2 separate regions of the Ctenopharyngodon idella genome follow, and region 2 is linked to region 1. Evidence: chromatin contacts called from public Hi-C data. All regions are on one chromosome and are shown on one strand. Each heading gives the region's core, a stretch centred on a gene start, on an enhancer-like site or on the middle of the called end of the contact. The rest is flanking DNA. Distances are from core to core; before and after follow the strand shown. Region 1 holds the start of mtfmt (mitochondrial methionyl-tRNA formyltransferase). Region 2 holds the start of cgnl1 (cingulin-like 1).

Region 1 (3,891 bases), core at 871-3,370:
TTCTGCCCTCCCAGATGAAGGTGGCATAACTCCCTCTGATTTTCTTTGCAAAACTGATGGAATAGAGTCTGTGAACACAGACTCGCAACTGGAACCTCTCACTCCATCCAAGGTCCTTGAGGACAACGCCACTGAGAACTCACAAGTGGAGAGGGATGGTTAACTGCAACCCATTACTAAAAAGACTGAGGATCCCTTGAAACATCGCAAGACTCTAGAAGCAGCAGAGTTTCTCGCTGACTCGCTCTTCGTCCCATTTTTTTTTTATATAAAATATACATTAATAGGAACATTTCTTGTATCCAAAATGAGATGAAATCAATACTGTGCTAAAACATGACTTTAAAATCTTGTACTGTGTGAGTACAATATTTCTGTACTTATGTAATGTTTGTAAAGAAGCGCCCTCTAGATTGAAATTGAGTTGCAAAGGCAGCAATGTGAATGTTCTTCTATACATATGATTATTTTCAAGTCCTTCTGCCTGCAGTTTTGGTGTCCATTTGGACTCTACAGATGATCACACAAAACACACAGACATGAAACTAACGAACTTGGAGCTGATTCCCACATCTGCCTTTTCACGTGGTGGTTTTCACAGGACTAAGAGCAAGTTCAACAATTTCTCAGTATACTGTACTTAGGAATGATATTATGCGTCCTGATCATTTTTTTTAGATTGTGTTTCATGTATTGTTATATGTACTTGATCTGGATAGGACACTGCATTGAGAATCATTGATTGAGACTGAAAACATTGTAGAAATTCATTTGTCTTAATCGGTATTAAACTTTTATAACATTCACTACAGCTCTGCTATTAAATAGAGACTGTGATTCACAGTATTATCTCAGCCTTTCTACTGGAGACAATGTCTTGTTTTCTTATAAGGGCTTGATTTGGTGAAGAGCACCCTCTTGTGGATTCATGCTGTGTAGTTCAATAAACAATAGTGACGAGAAGAATCATTTATGCGAATCGGTTCTTTTGAAGTTCTTTTCAAAGAACCGGTTAAAAAGATTCAGTGATTCTTTTATCTCATGCGCTCTCTTCAAGGCATATTACAGGGATTTTCAAACCTTCGTTGTTCTTCGCTAGTATTGTACGTTTTCGGATCTCTCTTTAAACAGTTGATAAGTAGAGTAACGTTCCTCTGTGACCTGAGCTGGATGTTCAATAAGTGAAACAGAAAGATGTGCAGTGCTGGCTTGGGGAGGCTCCAGAAAGAGTTTGAAAACCCCAAAAGTTCCAAAATGTTCCCTTAACCACATGTAAGCACGTATTGCCGTTTATTATGTTTTTCTTTGTAGAGTAGCCTAGGTTCTAGAAATAAGAGTGTTTATTGTTATTTCATACTTTAGCTCAAAAATTATTTAAAACCTAAATGTGCAGTATTTAAGCAATTAGCCTACTGAAAGTTTTCTATTTCTCGCAAAAATGGTTTAACATTTGTAACTTTTCTGCTATTAGTCTATTAAAGTAGCCTTTATATAAAACTATTAAAGTCTCCATTAATGTTTTGTAGCTTTTATTACTTGTATTATGTTATAGGCCTACTAAAGCTTTTCTAAGTTAGTGTGCTCCAAAACAATAAAAGGCAAAATTCACGTTTAGAATATACATGCTTTCAGTATTTACAGCCTCTATTTACCACCAACACGGATAAACAATTTTGACGACATTCTGCACTTCTCATTCTCACCCAAACTTATTGTTTCAGTCAGGAATACAAATACGTCATAGCACCCCTCATCAAGCCTCTTGGGACTACTAATCTACATTATTATATGTCATTATAGAGCTCAGTATTTGGGACCCGCTGATACCGTCACCTCACTTATATTCGGTTATCGGTTGATAACGAGTTGGACTTCCATGCAAGTTGAGGTTCTATGAGTTTGGTTCGATTCAGTGCGATCGTTCAGACCGGATTTGTGAACCGATTCATCAAAAAGATCCGATTTAAAAACAAGAAACGCGCATCAAGAACAATAACAACTTTATAAACACAGTCTCTGTGTTTTTATTTTATTTTGAAGTACAAAAAATCGTTAGCTATGCACATGTTATAAAATATCATTCATAAGCGCATCATATATGTCTTTTATTTGAAAACTATAACGGAAATGACGTTCACGTCAACATGGCGACGCACACATGCGCCTATGTGTATATGTAGCGCTTTACAGTAACCTTGTAACTGTCATCTAGTGGTTTGCGAAAATGGATTAGCCACATGAACATAATTAGGACACGTTATTGTGAAAAATGTCAAGACTCTCGACTGAAGTTGTCATGAAATGTTAGAATGACTCCTATGACAACTGCGTGCTTATCTGTTAATAGAGGAGTGATGGTTTCGTATTTTGCTAGCTGTTAAAGATATTTTTGCCATTTATGAAAACTTATATCAGAGTATGTGGAGCCTAAGTTATTTAAAAGTCATAGATCGGGGACATTTGCTGTCTCAAGGACTTCGTAGCAACTGCATCACGCGTATTAGAAAAGGCTTGTTTCTATTAAGCAGAAACAAATCTTTTGCAACTCAAATACAATCTGCTTCAAAACCACCCTGGAGAGTATTGTTTTTTGGAAGTGATGATTTTGCACTGGAATCATTGAAACAGCTTCATGTATCCCGGTAATGATGTCCAGTTTTTTTATTGCATATATTTTTGTTAATAACCCTACTGCGTTATGTTATTAGTTTTCTTTTCATTTTTCTAGAGATGACACAAAAGCTGAAATCATAGATTCTCTTGAGGTCGTGACACTGTCCAGAGATACTCCAGTCAGAAAGTATGCAGAGCAGCACAGACTTCCACTTCACCATTGGCCAGATGTGGACTTAAGTGCACAGTTTGATGTTGGTGTGGTGGTGTCATTTGGTTGTTTAATCAAGGAGAACATCATCAACAAAATGCCACAGTAAGTAATGAGGGTTCAGGGAAAGAGCATGACTAAATAGAATGGTTGCATTGTCTGTAGTCATTGTGTGATGTTTTAACAGCATGGTCTCGGCTCATAATTTGTGTTTGCTTTTTTGTTTATTTATGTTAGTGGGATCCTGAATGTGCACCCTAGTCTGTTGCCACGCTGGCGGGGACCTGCTCCAGTCTTTCATACGATTTTACATGGTGACAGTGTCACAGGAGTGACTATCATGCAAATAAGACCTAAGAGGTAAAGGCCTTGTACAGTAATTGTTCATGGCAGGACCAATATGAAAGTTACATAAAGATGCTCAAAATTTCTGTATATATCCCCTTCAAAGTTTCAAGTCTTTTATTTTATGGCTTTCATTAAATCAGATTTGATGTGGGCCCTATTCTTCATCAAGAGCTGTATGAGATTCCAAAGAACTGCACTGCGGATGAGCTTGGAGCTACTTTGGCAGTTGTGGGTTCCAGAATGGTAATTTCCACCGATTAACATATTTTAGTTTCCATAATTAAAGGGATAGTTCACCCAAAAATGAAAATTTTGTCATCACTTACTCAGCCTGAAGTTGTTCCAAACGTGTATGAGTTTCTTTCTTCTGTTAAAAAACAAAAGATTTTTAAAATAACGTTGGTGATCGAACAGTTGATGGTAGCCATTGACTTTCATAGTAGGAAAAAATACTATTGATGTCAATGGCTAACGTCAACTGTTTGATTACCAACATTATGTAAAAAAAATCTTCTTTTGTTTTTTAACATAAGAAAGAAACTCATACACGTTTGGAACAGCATGAGGGTGAGTAAATGATGATAAAATTGTAATTTTTGGATGAACTATCCCTTTAAAAATGTCTTGTGTTTATAGTATATAGTATGAAGTTGTTTATAGTATAAATATTTAAAATTAGTACGACTAACACTACCGTTCAAAAAGTTTGTGTTCAGTAA
Region 2 (3,891 bases), core at 563-3,062, 150 kb before region 1:
TCGTCTTGAAACAGCTGGTGACTAAATTATATCTTTTATTGAAAATAACCAAATTACAGCAACAAAGATGTTTTCATGTAATTTGGTTCTTCAAATACAACTGATTCAAAAAGTTTGACAGTAAACAAATCAAAAACACCGAGTTGCTCTCATACTGTGATCGTCAGTGTAACCACGTGTCAATTAGCCTAATTCCAAAGAATTTCATTGACATGCAATGAGCAGCAGTATTGTGCCTCAGGAATAGCAAAAATATCACCCCACTACAGGCTTCACACCAGGCAACAGGCCATTATCAGTTTCCTCTGGACCCCACTGATAACATCCTTTCACCTCAAAGCCAACAAAAGATTGCATTGGTCATATTGATGTCTTTGTTGCAACAGCAAATGGTATGACCAAAGCATGCAGTGTATTACGGTGCATGCAACCTGTGAGATCCCCGAGGGCTTGACAATGAAGAAAACAAAGACGGCATTGGTTCATTTTCAATGGGCAAGTAAGGAATCCGTTCAGTGAAGAAAGAAGGCGACACTAGAAACTTCAGGTTGAAAGCATAAGATTGGAAGACCTAAAGTCTTGAGGCTAAAAAACTACTACAAAAGCACAAAATGAACATCATATTAAAGCAAGTCAAAAGAAAAAGTCCTTCTCATCGGCCGCCACACTCAAGAGAGCAGAAGGGACTCAAACTTTCCAGCCCCATAGAGGGGGATGAGAAAGAACAATAAGGGCGAGTTAAAAAGCGGCAAGCCCCCTTATCCATAAGGAACAGAGCTCTGGTGCTGAAAAAAAGAATATGACACAATAGCCTCTTTCAGCTCCTGTATCACATGAACTGTACTATGTGCAGAGGAACTCAATTGTGTTAATGTAGCTCCTTTCCTCTCATTGTGCCAACTGGAAATGTGTAGCTCTGACAGGGAAACTAACACAGGCTGTGCAAGCTCTTGCAGCATGGCCTCCACCTGCATTCCACCTCCAGGGAAACTCAAAACAGTTTCCTGGTGAAACGGTCTCTCACTACCAACTCGTAAACTTTGGCCCTGATCCAGACCAAAAACATGGCTACAGCTACAGTATCAACAACAAAAAAAAAAAAGTTCAACAAAGAGGTTTATGGATAATCATTCTCTAGATGACAAGAGCAACCACTATAACTCTGTCAGGAGGGATTCAGGAATACTCCGTCATCTTACAGTGAACTTTCCTTTGCTTTTACATACTGTACATCAGGCAGAGTGCATGGGTACTATTAGACTAGATTAGTTTCATATATTTTTATGTAGTTATTTACATAGTACTGATTATATTGAATAATGCAACAATTTATTTTTGGGGTTGCATTTATATGAACCATACAGCTTAAAACACGCACATGATTTAGCCAAAAGTTTGTTTTCCAATTGCTTTCTGTGCAATAATTAATGTTTTGCGAAATGAATACCAAACATCATCCCAACAGATGCTCCAAACACTAGGTGCAATTTTAATAATATAGCCTGTTTTCCCTATATAAGAACATTGCCTGTTTGGGTGCTTTTTAACTTTACTTTCAATGTTTAAGCTGACCTGTTACAATGTCGCCCAAATGCCCCTAGAAATTTCGCACACTTTTTTGTAATAAAAATGAATCCAAAAGAAGCACTTACCGCTGTCTGTCGTTTATCCCACAATATGCGTTTATTTGTTGATCAAGCTCTATAAAAAGCTATGACACAAAGAGAAAGCACCATCTCCTCTCAGCTGGTCAAAGTCACTTGTTGCACGTCTTGTTTTCAGACTAGTTTTACTTCAAACACACGGACTGTTGAAGAGCGTCAAGCCCCGCCCACATCCCCATCCCTCACTCCACCCACCCAAAGCAGCCTGATTCACGATCAGCTGATCTGCTCAACACCACTGCCGAACGGAGCTCATTTCGCATTTTAGCTGATCTCAAGACACAAAGGCGCAGCCAGAAACTGGGTGTAAACCTTTCAAGTACTTGTGCTTCCAGTATCGGTGAAATCAAGAGTTTTCATGTGATAATGAATTATAAGAGAGGACAGAGAGACTATGGGTCTTTTTCAAAATGGTGACACACCATTGATTCCCTAAGATTTTAAATACTGAAGAAACCTGAAAGGACATTCAATATCCTAACATTTAGATATATATAGGCTAGCCTAGACATAAATATTTTAAACGAATAGTTCAAAAACCTTTCATTCGTGCTAAAATCCACGTAACAGCTTTCACAGCAACCATAATCGTTATTTTGTGTTACAAAGCAGGGACTAAATCTTCTATCGGAAGGATGCGCGTCTTTAATATGAAATGGTTTGAATCTATTTTGTTTTGAACATTGCTTTATTCACTTGAATTTGTCAAGTGCCTGAAAAAGCCCCTGTTGACTTCATCTGGTGCACGCTACTTCTATGACATTTATTTATTGATTTATTTTTGTTTTCCCGGGTTAAGCATTAGAGCAAGGTACAACAAAAAGCAAAGCAAAACAAAATAATATGAAGCATAATAATAACTTGCTCATTTACTTGTGAAATTCAATAGGTTAAATAATAAAAACATGAACAAAACTTGAACCATCAACTTCTTTATGTTTAGCAATAATGTCAAGAAATACACTTACCATCTGCTTTTATGGGGGAATTCAAAGCAACATTTTTGACAATTAAAATGTGTGTTTACTGATGCTTTGGCAGAGCTAGAGAGAATCCCGTAATGGAAAGATGTACAAAACAGTAATATAAAATACACTCTCTGCGCGAACTGAACTGCTGTATTAGCTAGCATCACATACAGGTTAAATGATGGCCTGACAGCTCTTTAGACTGACAGCGCCATCTAGTGATAGAACACTGCATATGCCAAACATCCTACTGTGTGATTCATACAGTTGGACAACTGACAGAAAATAAATATATTAAGATAAAAAAAGGTGCCAGTAATGTTAATAAACTAACGATTATAATAGATCTACAGAATATCAAGTAAAATACAACAACGAATAACGTTGTAGGCTACAGACAACAAATAACTAGAGAGTAGGAAGATGCAGTGGCTAAAATAAAAGCTTTTCCAAAGTGTTCCTACTATATCTCTAAAGTTATTACAGCGAGTGAGAAAATCTGCCTCTGCTTCAACTTCCTAATATAATATGAGATAGGAAATAGGTCACCGACTAGAGGAGCATTACAGGGTGAAAACTTCTGGAACAATCATTTATCAACCATGTTTGTTTATTTATTAAGGTGCATAATTTTAGTGTCCGCAAAGGGATATCACCCAAAAATGAAAATTCTGTCTTCAATTGCTCATCCTCATGTCGTTTCCAAACAGTAAATTAGTAACAGAACTTAGTAACAGAACACATTGCATTTGTCCTTACAGACCAAGACGACTTGGATCTGTGCGAGTACTGATGACTCCACCCTTGGTTTGGGGTCTGTTTTCATTTTTATGTGGGTGCACTTGGTCTTAGCTGTGAGGACTGTGGATTTACCAGGAAACACAAAAGCAGCTCTATTTGAAAAAACCCAGCAGCTTGTTCAGCAGGGAGCGCTGTCTGTCCCAGTTTGGGAATCCGGAGGTCCTGATGTGAACAGAGATCCAGCGATGGAGGCGTTGCAGTATTTTCTACAAAAGACTTAGTACTTTCATTCATCTCGACGTCTTTACACATATTGTTGTTGTTATACTGAATGTTGTTATACAGAATTTATGTGGTCCTGTCTTGATTTTTTTTTACTTTAAGGATGTAATGCAAACCTAAACCCATTTTCACAAATAAATAAAATAAAAAATAAAAATTTTAACGAATCAGTTGTTTATATATATATATATGCATTATTAATACATAAAAAAAAAAATCAAGAACTGTCCATTTTG

Evidence for each region. A called contact is a pair of places that touch in the nucleus more often than the background predicts.
Region 2: a contact with region 1 is called in a Hi-C map of muscle, with 4 times the contacts expected there. The contact joins the promoter of cgnl1 here to the promoter of mtfmt in region 1. A contact is called at or near these places in 2 of 2 Hi-C or Micro-C datasets (both in muscle).

Annotation. Positions count from the first base shown.
Region 1 is chr7:19,506,044-19,509,934 of HZGC01, reverse strand. It overlaps mtfmt (mitochondrial methionyl-tRNA formyltransferase), which reads left to right and starts at 2,120. Exons shown (of 10, transcript XM_051900439.1): 1 at 2,120-2,642; 2 at 2,729-2,929; 3 at 3,062-3,184; 4 at 3,313-3,415. The coding sequence starts at 2,419. znf280d (zinc finger protein 280D) reads left to right here. Exons shown (of 18, transcript XM_051900438.1): 18 at 1-854. The coding sequence ends at 163.
Region 2 is chr7:19,651,271-19,655,161 of HZGC01, reverse strand. It overlaps cgnl1 (cingulin-like 1), which reads right to left and starts at 1,812. Exons shown (of 19, transcript XM_051901628.1): 1 at 1,653-1,812.